Regions from separate parts of the Mus musculus genome. Here region 2 is linked to region 1. The links are chromatin contacts, called in public HiChIP or PLAC-seq maps. All regions are on one chromosome and are shown on one strand. Each heading gives the region's core, a stretch centred on a gene start, on an enhancer-like site or on the middle of the called end of the contact. The rest is flanking DNA. Distances are from core to core; before and after follow the strand shown. Region 1 overlaps Gm13853 (predicted gene 13853). Region 2 holds the start of Lrguk (leucine-rich repeats and guanylate kinase domain containing).

Evidence for each region. HiChIP or PLAC-seq counts read pairs in DNA pulled down with a chosen protein or histone mark.
Region 2: a contact with region 1 is called in an H3K27ac HiChIP or PLAC-seq map of microglia, with 9 times the contacts expected there. The contact joins the promoter of Lrguk here to the enhancer-like site in region 1. A contact is called at or near these places in 1 of 39 promoter capture datasets (macrophages), 4 of 484 Hi-C or Micro-C datasets (the N1E-115 cell line, double positive thymocytes and embryonic fibroblasts), 3 of 115 datasets of contacts at active chromatin or transcription factors (embryonic midbrain, embryonic stem cells and microglia) and 1 of 9 other capture datasets (adipose tissue).

Annotation. Positions count from the first base shown.
Region 1 is chr6:33,978,510-33,984,362 of GRCm38.p6, forward strand. It overlaps Gm13853 (predicted gene 13853), which reads right to left. Exons shown (of 6, transcript NR_168017.1): 3 at 5,076-5,164; 4 at 4,230-4,807; 5 at 3,789-4,067; 6 at 3,274-3,384. Among named protein-coding and RNA genes, the nearest start is that of Gm13853, 11 kb to the right of the region's middle. Within about 2 kb of position 4,407, at least 7 of the 459 cell types and tissues checked have an H3K27ac peak or open chromatin away from gene starts, as enhancers often do. A contact at or near this core is called in double positive thymocytes and microglia, where this site is marked.
Region 2 is chr6:34,025,152-34,031,374 of GRCm38.p6, forward strand. Lrguk (leucine-rich repeats and guanylate kinase domain containing) reads left to right here and starts at 4,297. Exons shown (of 20, transcript NM_028886.1): 1 at 4,297-4,602. The coding sequence starts at 4,306. It overlaps Gm38786 (a long non-coding RNA gene), which reads right to left and starts at 4,573. Exons shown (of 4, transcript XR_868961.1): 1 at 4,489-4,573.

The DNA of each region.
Region 1 (5,853 bases), core at 3,157-5,656:
CTGTAAAAACCACATATGAATTTGTAAATGTATATACCGCTTGTGTATGCATAAACAACTGGAAGGGAAAAAAAAGGTGAGGCCGGGCACTTGTTCTCATTATCCGAGATCCCTTAGAGAAAGGTGGCCTCAGACTCCTACTGACGAAGATGTTCCAGGATGTCACACAGGAAAAGCAAGCGTTTATCCAAAGGATTTATTTACTGCGAGAGATCAGGAAACCATTTCTACATGGCTTCTGGTTAGTGCTTTATTTTGTGATTGGTTACTAGTGCATTGTGGGAGAAACCATTTCTTGAACATGCAATGTGTCTGATATGTGTTAGGTCATTGAATCTCTTCAATAACCCTGCAAGAGATCCTATTACGCCCACTTCACTGAGAACACAGAGGCTTCTTAGATCAAGACTGTGCCTGAGACCCAACAGGTCTTGCTCTGCGCGGCCCTAAGGTTCAAACCAGGAGTCCCTCTCACCTTCACTATCCTCAGGCAATACTCTCTACTGTGACAAAGAAGGAATGCTTCAGCACTCTGAGCTCCAGCAATGTTCTCTGGCAATCTGGCTCTTATATCCTCTCCATCGCCTCTATAGTCCCCAGAGTAAAGCACTATTGGGCTTACTTTTGAGAAGCCCTCTCCCCATCTCTGCCTCTCTCTGGGCCTAGCTGTCTGTGAACATGGGCCCAGTTTATCTCCCTAAATAAATAAAACTCTAAGAAATGCAAAACTCCAAAGGACCAGAGGCTGAAATGGCTGTTGAAAATGACTCACACTCCCTCCGAAGGCAGCAGAGACCGAGACCGTGGTCCTAGAATCTGGTGTATCACAGGTCAGAATGTCACCTGGGCCTGTACAGGGAGATAAACAACTCCCTTTCACCCACGAAGGACTCCTTGACTGTGGCATGTGTATCTAAAGGCACATGGAAACATGCAAGTGTATTTAAGGTTTATGCGGCATCAGGGCCTCTGTTAGAAAAGGGTAGGCAGAACCATTTGGGGGTTTGCTCTGTCCGGTTCTATAGGGCTGCTGTAGTGTGCTAGCCTCAGGGTTAGCAGGGACATATTTTATCAGAACAGTTGCAACTATTTGCAAGAGGCTCTTGAGATCAAGTCTGTTGAGTTGAGGTTCCCTCATAAGGAAAGGTGGACTGTCGTTGGACCATCCCAGGAGAGCCCAGCCACTCCTTCCTATACCTCTGTGGACTGTGTGTAATTCTGCTCTAATTGCATGTGGCCTCGTGGTCTCTGGCGGTGGTAGAGTACACAGTGTACGGGCGTTAACTGAAGGGGCAGGCATTGCCCTGCGCAGCTGTGGAGAAGTCATCGCTCACGCTAGGCTGAGACTTTCCAGTGGTGCCGCTGATTTTTGAATCACCCACACTCCTGTTAGGACGCCCTCACCTTTGCTCGATAAGTGAGCCAATGACCTATTTCCAAAACTTGAACTTTGGTAGATGATATTTTGGAATGTAGCTGGTACATATGGGATGGAACATTCCTTGTCAACAATGCTGTACAAAGCATATGAAGTGTTCACTGCCAGACATGTAATTGATACATTGTGAGAGAGAGAGAGAGAGAGAGAGAGAGAGAGAGAGAGAGAGAGAGAGAAAGAGAGAGAGAGGATATTGTTACTACCATATTATTTTCTTTGAGAAGCCTTGGACACAACTGAGAAGAGTTGGCTAAGAACTTCCAGTTAAAAAGGCGGAGGGCCCTCAAACCCCTGTTGTGTCTCCAAGCCTGAAGCTGCCAGACAACTGGAAGACCCACAGAATGTCCTAATCTTTGTTATGTGATTGGTTCAACCCACCCTTCCTCCAGACAGGACAAGTGCTTTAGGGGACTCGTTCCTTGTTTGTTCCTCCTTGGTTAGTGAGAGTTGGCACTGCATTGCCTGCCATTGTATTCCTTTGCATCTCTAACTCTCTGGGCCTCACTGCCCTGGAGGGACCAGGCCTTGGCAGGCTGAATGGCTTCCTGCCTGTGCATGGAGGTTGGGTTGCTTGTCCCATCTATGCTGAGGAAAGTCTGATCGGGATAGCTAACAAGTTCTCAGGCTGCTCTGTGAAATTGGGATGGGGAAAATGTCACATTCTTTGGTGTTTTTAATTTCCCTAAATCAGATCTATCTCCACGCTCTGTGCTCCTACTTAGCATTGTCAGCAGAAATCCAAGCGAAGTCTCTGTGGCTTCCTCTGCGGCCTGGGAGGCTTGCTTTCCTTCCTCTCCTTCCTCGTGTTGCAGAAGAGGATCAAGAAGGATGAAGGCAAAGTCATCCATGCCTCCTCATCTGTCCCCTGTCCTGTGATGCTGGAGGTCCTCTCTAGTGTCCCAATGTCATCTGCAACCTCCAGGTCCCAGTATCTAGCCCCCACGGACCCTACTGTGAACCAGGCCCAGACGGAAGAACATGGCTTCCACGGCTTCCTCAGCCTCAGGAATCAACACACCTCACTGGTCAGCTCTGCCTTCTCTCCTTCACGGACGATATCTTTTCCCTTTCTGCTGCTGGCAAGTCAAGGGCGCTTCCTCTTGGCCCAAACCCTTCATAAAAATAAAGAGCTGAGGGAAGTTCTCCAAATTAAGGTAAGCTCTTTCCGCAGGCTCGCCCCTCCCTCTCTTCCCCTGCTCGCCCCACCCCTTTTCTGCACTGAGAAGAGATGTTTGTTAACTTCCCACAGGAAGTGAGGGGCGCCTGGATTTCCAGAGCAATCCCCAAGCAATCTTCAGATGTGTCCGAAGAAGGAGCTACGCCTTTGGGTCTAAGTCCAAGACAGTGTCACACCGAGGAATAAAAAAAGAGTCTTCCTTGTAACGTAGATTAGACAAAGATGGAACCCATGTTGGGATTCTCCACTTCTCTCCCTGTTTCTTCTCTCCCCTCTGTGGCTGTGTGTTTGCGGTCTGTCCCTAACAGAGGGCTTTGCTGTGTGTTTACTGAACAGCACAGAAAACACAGTGGTGGAAACGAATAAGAAATTCTTTCCTAAAAAGATATTAAACAGAGTTTTATAAGGGGGAGAGTGACATTATTAACCCAGATAGCAGTCAAAAGCACCATCCAGATGTTAACCAACCTATATCCACATGTTGCTCGCAATATTTATGGTGTTTGTTCTGCTTAAGTTTATTTTCAATCTGTCAGCTATTTTCAGCAAACAATTACCACAGCACTGGAGCGTGCCCGTACACACACAGAGAGAGATATAGGGGGGAGATGAGTGGGACTGGGGTGTATGATGTGAAATTCATTTAAAAAATAGATAAAAAGGTCTTTTTTTTTTTTTTTTAATAATGTGCGTCTCACAATTTGGGCAGCAGAAAAGGTCAAAACCAAGTCGCTGACATCTGGCAAAGGTCACCTTGTCCCATTGCCGCCTGGTGGGAAGCAGAAAGGCAAATAGTTGAGAACAGATAAAGGCACAAACCAAGCATCGTGGCTCATGTTTGTAATCCTGGCCCTCAGGAGGCTGAGATAGAAGGCGAATCATAAATTCAAGTCTAGCCTGAGCTACAGAACATCTTCCAGAGCAGCCTACACTAAAGAAAAAAAACATGCTTTTTTTTTTTTTTTTTTTTTAAATGAGAAAGGGGAGAGATGGGAATTTTCTTGTAAGAACAGGCTTAAATGTGAATACCTGAGAACTACGGGATCAATGCTGCTCTGCCCAGGCAAGGGTAGTGGGCTCTGACTTATGCCATGGAGTAATAATAATAATAACAACAACAACAACAGCCAGGAGCTCATTGCCTAAGAGCAGGAGATTAGACAGAGAATTTACCCTCACAGCCCCGTTCAACAGATTGGGCGGTGCCCTCCGGAAGGCAGATCTTCTCTGTGCTGTGATTTGGTCACTGCTCATCTCCAGATGGACCCAGAGACCATGTTTATCAGCTATCCGGGCCCTTCAGTTAACCATCACGAACACTGATGCTGGATCGCCGCGGTTAACACGCCTTTTCTTTCTCTGCTTCTTTGTTTTATTTTTAGCTCCCTTAGTGTTTGTACGTCCATATACACAGGTCTGAGGTCAGTATTTGAATTATTCATGAGAAATATCCTAGAAAAAAATCCAATATATAATTTTTAAAACTTGCTATCTATAATAAGTAATTACAGCTGAAGCCTGAAGGCCCCAACAGGAGACCATACATCTCTGCCCCTACGCTCTAATCTGGAGGAACCAGCCCCCTTTTTTGTATTACAGGTCTCCATTACTCACCATGCAATACCAATTCCTCAGAATTGAGATTTTTATCCTCTGAAACCCAGATCTCATTCATCAACCATGAAAGTACTGGGAGAAAACGCCATCTTCCTGTTTTCGACCCTCCTCCCCAACAGCTGCGTGCGACTTCCTTCTCTGCTGTTCCGGTGGGAGTAAATGTTACTGCAGTTTAAACACATCTTAGCTCACCACTCATAAGTGAGAAGGTGTGAGCCAAAGGGCTGCTAGCTCGACCAGCTATAAGAAGAAAGCTCCGGGTGGTCAGCCTTTTGGAACTGAAAGGGCTGTGGCTGGCTCCTTTGTGATTCTACAATAGACACGTGTCTGTGCAGGCGTGATAGACAATGTTAGGGATTGCACTTGTAGAACTGTCAAGACGGTCAGGTATTTTCCACTTCCATAGTTTCTGGATACAGCAGACACTCAAGATGGCCGCTCACTGTCCCGGACCCCACTCAGAGTTCAGAGGGGATGTGCGCGTCTGATTTGTTCCATAGCCAAGCCTCCAGGAAGGACTGTCCTATAGAATTGCAGCATCCTCAGGCGGCTCAGCATCAGCACCAATCTTCTGCCTGGAGAGTAAGTGGAAAAAAATCCCTCTCCTCTCCTCTCCTCTCCCTCCCCTCCCCTCCCCTCTCTGCAACTTTGCCAGCAGCTAGTAAGCTACAAAGCAAGCAATCCACAGACAACATGTTAGCCAGCAAGTACACGGGTCACCTTTCAACAAGCTCTGCAAGCTTGGGAAGTCTCCAGGCTGTCCCCACTCTGTGACCATCACACTACTGGAACGTTTACTCCAAAGCAAATGAAAAGGTATTCTGTCAGCAGGCTCAGACCCACCTTCTTGTCAGATCAGGCTCTAGACTGATTGTCCTGCAGGGTAACACCATCACTTTCAAGCAGTGAATTCATTTATTTTAACTTCATTCCTAAACAAAGAAAAGGAACAGCCTGGAAAACCTTGTACCTTAAAACACACTTCATACTCACCTATAATCTTACATTCCTTGATACTGTTCTAATGTTGATCCTGGAGAAGCCATCCATGTCTACTCCAGTAGAGAGTGCTGGAAGTCCCTCTGGAGTCTGGCCTTCTCTCAGGGAGCTGCCATTTTGGGCTGATGGGCCTCTCATTAGTATCCTACCCCATAGTTCCTCTAGTTCCCCAAATGGGACATCTCCTAATTGTTACCTTCCTAAGTATGGGCCTGCACGCATTTGCACTGATCCCTCCACGTGCCCTTGGAAACCACTGCTCAGATTTGCAAAGTAGGATCTAGGCTGCAGTCCCAGCCTGCCTCACAACACAAAGACAAAGGCAGGTTTCTCCAGAAACAAGGCTGCACTTGGTCTCAGTGGCCTGATGCTCTTCCAACCCACTGTGCTCCCACATGCACACATCCCTACCCTGTCAAATCTGGAAGTCTGACCAAAAGATCTTGTGAACCAGTTCAGCTAACTTCAGTGCCAGCCCCTCTCCCACACACAGGTTCCCTTTCCAAAGGTGCTGAGCTTTGCATTCATCATGACACGACTGGGGTCCATCTAGCTTGTGCTATTAATAGACACGCCATGCCACCAGCCCTCGGTTTATTAATAATGCATGGCCATCCCCACT
Region 2 (6,223 bases), core at 3,047-5,546, 47 kb after region 1:
AGCAAGCAGCCAAGGCCAGGATCAGTAAACTCTCTCCAACATAGGGAAACTGTATTCTCTGCCAATAGCTTCCTTCCCTAGTGCCTCCTTGAGGAACTTACAAGACTTATGGTGCCACTGTTCTGTTTCCTAGCACAGTAGCAGACCATAACCGACTGCCTTAGCCTAGGCCACTCCACTTCCCTGGCCTGGGCATCTACGAATGCACGCATGCACATACGCATGCATGCCAGTCTTTTACCGTCCTGGTCTACAGGAAGCTATGGATAGATGGGTGCAATTGCTGGTGTTTTATACTAACTGGAAGAATTTCAACAAAGCATACCCTTTCCTCAAATTCTACCCTCTGTTTAGCGTCCTCTTTACCTGGTACCTTAGGGCTGCTATTGGTGTGGTGAAACACCATAACCAAAAGCAAGTTGGGAAGAAAAGGGTTTCTTTCAGCTTACAACTTTCAGGCCACACTCCATCGATGAGGGAAGTCAGGGCAGGTACCCAAGGCAAGGAATCAAGAGACAGGACCTGCAGCAGAAGCCATAGAGCTTACTGGCTAGTTCAGCTTGCATGAGCAGCTCAGGACCACTTGCCCAGGGGTGGCACCATCCCCCATGGGATGGGCCTTCCCACATCAACTATTAATCAAGACAATACCCCAGAGATTTGCCTGGGGCCCAATTTTACAGAAGTGTTTTCTCAGTTAAGATTCTCTCTTCCCAGAAATGACTAGGCTTGTGCCAAGTTGACAAAAACTAGCCCAGGTAAAACAACTTCCTTTATAAAGACAAAACCTTCTATTTTGATGTGCAGAATTCTAAAATAAGGTACCATAGTATATTTCCAACTTGGCAGGCACATTAGTGAAAAAACAAGACCAAAGCTGAGTACTGAGTACTCCGAACTCAGGCAGTCTGAGGAACGTCACTGTGCCTGGAGGGTCATTGATTCGCTCTGTAAAAAGTTGGTTCTCGGATAGACTTTTTGAGTCTAGTGTGTTGAGTGGATTCATTGTTCATACTGAAGAACCTTGACTGGCATGTTTGTTCGTGTAAAGATTTATTTATTTTATGTATGTGAGTATACTGTAGCTGTCTTCTGACACACCAGAAGACTGCATCAGATCCCATTAAATGGTTGTGAATCACCATGTGGTTGCTGGGAATTAAACTTGGGACCTCTGGAAGAACAGTCAGTGCTCTTACCCGCTGAGACATCTCTCCAGCTCCAACCAGTTTATTTTTATGATGAGTATTTTGGTGAAGTTTTATCTTGTTCTCTCTCTCTCTCTCTCTCTCTCTCTCTCTCTCTCTCTCTCTCCTCTCCTCTCCTCTCCTCTCTTTCTCTCCCCTGCTTGCTTGCTTTCTTTCTTTCTTTCTTTCTTTCTTTCTTTCTTTCTTTCTTTCCTTCCTTCTTTCTCTTTCTTTCTTTCTTTCTTTCTTTCTTTCTTTCTTTCTTTCTTTCTTTCTCTCCCTTTCCTTCCTTATTCTCTTTCTTTCTCTCTCTCCCCCTCCCTCCCTCTTTTTCTTCATTCTTTTTCTCTCTATCTCTTTCTTTCTTTCTGAAAAAGTTGTAGCTTTGGCAGTGCTGCTCAGTCTACATTAGGTGTCTTGCACTGTTCCCGACCCCCATCCTGCCTTAGGCCAATTGTTGACCTCCCTGGAGCTTCAGTGGACCGACCCATCAAGTGAAAGTAAAGGTAGGTATGGAGATAAAAAGGCCAAATACACATCAGTATCATAAGCCAATCGTTAGGTCTTAATATGTTGTAGTAAATTAGCCTGTTTTGTCTCTGAAAGGAATATTAAATATCAGCCTTCTCTACCAGCTCCTTTACAACTATAAAACCTGTGTTTAGGACAAGGAATTCAGATCTTTTATCTCTCCAACCCAGTAAGACTTTTACATAAACGTTTTAATAGCACCAACCCAGTAAGCCCCTGCTACATTCTCAGATTAAAGTCATTGACTTCCTTTCACCTTCATTTCTCTAGCTTTGATTTTAAAAAACTATCCAATCTTGAGAGCCTGAAGTCAGACTCCAGCCAGTGGAAAAAAGACAGTTGCCACCATCAAGTGGACTTCCTGTCTCTGTGCCTTCATTCTCTCTAAATCATCCTCCTGAAAAAGAGTAACATTTTGCTTTGTTGAGACGCTTCAGATGGAGTGGTGGGCTCTGTCTTTGGGACCTCAAAGTTACTTCGAACAGTCTCTAACTTAGCAAGTCTATGTCACAATTCCTTATCTTGTGGATTCTGAATATGGTTGCCATCTTTAACTCTGATTGACTTGAATAATTACTGATGTCATTTATTGTTTCTGCCACACTCCTTCCCATTTAGCTCCTGAGTAAACAACACAAAGACATCAGAATTCATTAACAAGCTACAAACCTAAACTGGGCAGGTTCTGACACTATGACAACCCAATGAGGCTATTAATAACCAGATGAATATACCCACTGCTTGCCAACTGAGTCTTGTTTTGTTTCATGTGTGGCCTCAGGGTGAGCTTCTCTTGGCCACATGATCATGGGCCATCCTGCCTCATGGAGTCCTCCTTCTTCCTTTACCTTTTTCCTTCTCCTTGTAGTCCCTACCTAAGACCCCCTACTCCATTTCAAGTTCTGCCTTCCTCTCTCTCCTTCCCAGTCTTGGGCTCTAGCCTTTTATTGTCCAAGCAGAGATTGGGGAGAATTCTTTATAGCACATTGGTCAATACAATGCCCACGTCTAGACTGAAATGTGACCTTGGGACACAGAACAAGCATCTGAATGCACAGTTCACGAGACCAACTCCAACAAATAAACTCTCCCCAGCCTGTTTCATTCTAGTCCTTGTAGGGCAAACATGTTTTTCATGTTTTGAAATTATTCTTTGACAGATCCTAACTCTACCATCAAACATTTTTCTCAGTAGATTGCCGTTAGCAAAGTTCCCTCTGCTACAAATGCTGATTAAGTTATTGAAGACACACATAGGGTTTGCGTTTTTATAATTTCTGCAAGAGCAGAGCGAACACTCTAGTCTTCTTAGTTAGGTGGATCCAGACCCTAAGGCAATGAGGTTGGAGAGAAATCCCTTGTCAAAATCGGTACCCACTAGGAAAAGAAATAACAGGCAAGGCAAACCTAGCAGAGAGATACTTTCATTGCGCCCTTTCCAGTTACGAGCCGCAAGATAATGAAGGAAGGTAATTCTGAAAGCTTTATGTCAGTTTTAATGGTCCCTCAAGCACTAAGAAAGATAATAGTCAATGGATGGTGTCCATAAGAATTTTTTCTCCTTTTCCCCTGACAGCCATTGATAGGATCATTTTGTATTTGTAATGGCTGTCACTGAAGCATGGAGAAATGGCCCAGTAAGGCCAGAGGATGAAGACAACTTCCCTGTCAGGATCTCTGTTGTCATTGCTATGGCAATAATAGTTGCTACAGTTCTCGTTCTGTTTTTCTATAGCATGTCTATTTTGTGGAGCTTAAGGCTATAGGATTTGGGTTTCATAAAATCACACTAGCAGAATGCCATGCCTTTTCTAATCCTTCAAGAAGAACATTTGATAAAACTATTCAGCAGGATGAAAATAATTACAGATGCAGGTCACTTGACTAATTATTGATGGAATACTAACCTCTTCACAGGGGTTCAGATACACTACAATTAGTTTGATTTATTTTCCTTTTCTCTCCTCCCTTTCCCTTCCTTCCCTTCCCCAATCTGCCCCTCTGGTCCCACTGCTAGCTTTTTTCTTCCCAAGGACCAGACTCAGAGTTGGACAGGTATGTAAATTAACTACAAATGAGCTCTTAAAATCCTTTGGTAGTTTCTCTTCATTATCTACAATGAAAGGAAAAGGAGAGGAGTCAGGTCTTTTCAATCTTCTATGTCACGGCCTCATCTCCTCCCACGGCGCTGTGCATAGTGTTAAATTTCATCTTTACTAGCTTTCCGACCGACAGAATTAGGGATGTCAAATGCTTCCAAAGTTCGATGGTGTGAATGAAGCCAGACTGGAGATGCTTGTGTGAATGTTATCAAATGTGAGGTGAACAAGCTCAAAGAAGGACAGGCAGCAAGAAGACAAAGAAAGTGGGTGGAGAAAAGGGATTAAAAGTACATGCAAAAAGGAACAACACTAGCCACTGAACGTAAAGAGGAAAATAAAAGAAGCAGCAGAACGCTGCAAAAGTGAACGCCAATGGAGACCTTGACAGAATGTGCAAGTACGGAAGCTTGGACTACAGCCCCCCAGAGTTCCTTGCAGCGCCGCGGGCCATGACGTCAGTCTCCTAGGCAACGCGTATAAACAAGATGGCGGCCTTCGAGCGAAATCCCTCGAGATGGAAAGGCACCCGTTTCAGGCGGGGTTTGGGCGCCTCTCGCATTGCAGCCCAGGCGATACTGTCGCTCACAGAAAAACAAAGTCAGGGCCGTTGGCCTTCTTTCCCCCTGGGTCTGAAGTCAAAAGGGACTTTCAGAAGCGCCTCCTCTTACCTCCTCCACCAGCTCATCCACCGCTCTCATGAGGCAGAAGCGGAGCAAGAAGAGAAGCAACAGGAGGACGGAGAATCTGAAGAGTCAGAGGAGTCCGAAATGCAGAATTTGGAGGTGTGCCTCCCCCCCTCCCCAACCCGCACCCCAGTCTCAGGCATCCTCCAGCCGCTCAACCTGGCTGCCTCAGCGGCAGCTTGCTTCTGCCTTCTCTAGCCCTGGGCTCAGCCCACTCCACTCTAGCCAGAGGGCAAGGGCTTTTCTTTGCTGCTTATTTTTATTCCCCCATTTCTCGTGTGCTTCACCTCCTGTCTTGGAGAAAGGGGGTGAAACCCTCCAAATATTTACTTTCTTTTCCTAGTTTCTTATCTGTCAGATTACACACTGTTATAACGGGGGGAAAAAAATCAGTGTACCAGTATGGGTTTAATGCTTTCAAAATTACGCATTGACAAAATTATGCGGGCCATTCATCTTCTTCCTTCCTCCAGGGTGGTTTAAAAAAAAATCCCAATGCTCTGCTGAAGACGAAATAATGTATACGTTTTATATGTTACTTCTGCTCGGGGTATTTGTGTGCCTATTTAAGCACTCCCACTCTTTCTGGTTAGAAGGGAGCCACAGCATGATCAGAGAGAGCCAGCTCACCCCTAGTTGGCAGAGTTTGGCTTATGGGGAGCGTTCCCAACGCTCTTAACTATTTTCCTAATCTCCTGATTCCACTTCCCTTCCCCACTTGACTGTATTCCCACACACCGACTGTCCTTCCTCATCCCTTCGCTTCCTTCCACCTTGCATTCCCTTACTCCTAGTATTGGCTTCTATTTATTGTGCTTTTTCAAAATCGTAGGTTGATCTGTTTCCCTCTCATACCCAGTTAGGCTTTTCTCTCTGTCATAGCTACTCAGAACCAACATCTTTCTTGATTTCACTTCTTGCCTTTTTTCGCTGCTCCCCCTTCTTTTCCCTCAGCTTCTTCACAAGCCACCTTTCTCCCCCTGTCAAACATGGCTCCTGGTTTGCCTTCTTTCTTGTCCTTCCTGCCTCTGACCTCCCGTTACTCCACTTCTGCCCTCCTTTCCCTGGGCTCTTGTCTCTAATGCCCTTTCCTGCACTTGGAATATTTGGCCTATTTCCCCCCTCATCCCTCTTTTTGTTTTTCCTAGTCTACATCTTTCTTCCTGGGCTGGTTGCATTCTAACGTTGCTTGAAGTTGGCTATAGCAGTGTGCTGGCAATGGCGTTCTTGCCATTCTCACCCGGCACTGAGAGGCAGAGATAGGGTGATTGTCGTGAGTTAGAGGTTAGCCTGGTCTACACACCCAGTTTCTGATTAGCTAGAAACACTGATAGAACCACACAGTGAGACCGTGCCTTAACAATAACGATGATGATGATGATGATGGTGATGCTGGTGATGATGATGAAGATAATGATAACAAACAACCAAAAAGGCCATCATTTATTTTATTCTCCCTTTGTTGGTTAATTTTCCACCTTCAGCTGAGACTACGACAAACCGTAGCTGTGTTTGTGCTCCTTCGAAATGTTTGTGTGGTTTCCACCATCTTCCACCCCAGAGGAATTCACAAATGAACCACCAGCATTACTTATGATTCTAATTAGCACAGGCTCCTTGGATATGAGTTCATTAGCGCCATCATTAATCTGTCTTCAGGATGCCATTAACAAGCCGTTAGAAGGGGTCCATCCAACTGGCTACCCCTTTCTGGTTTGGA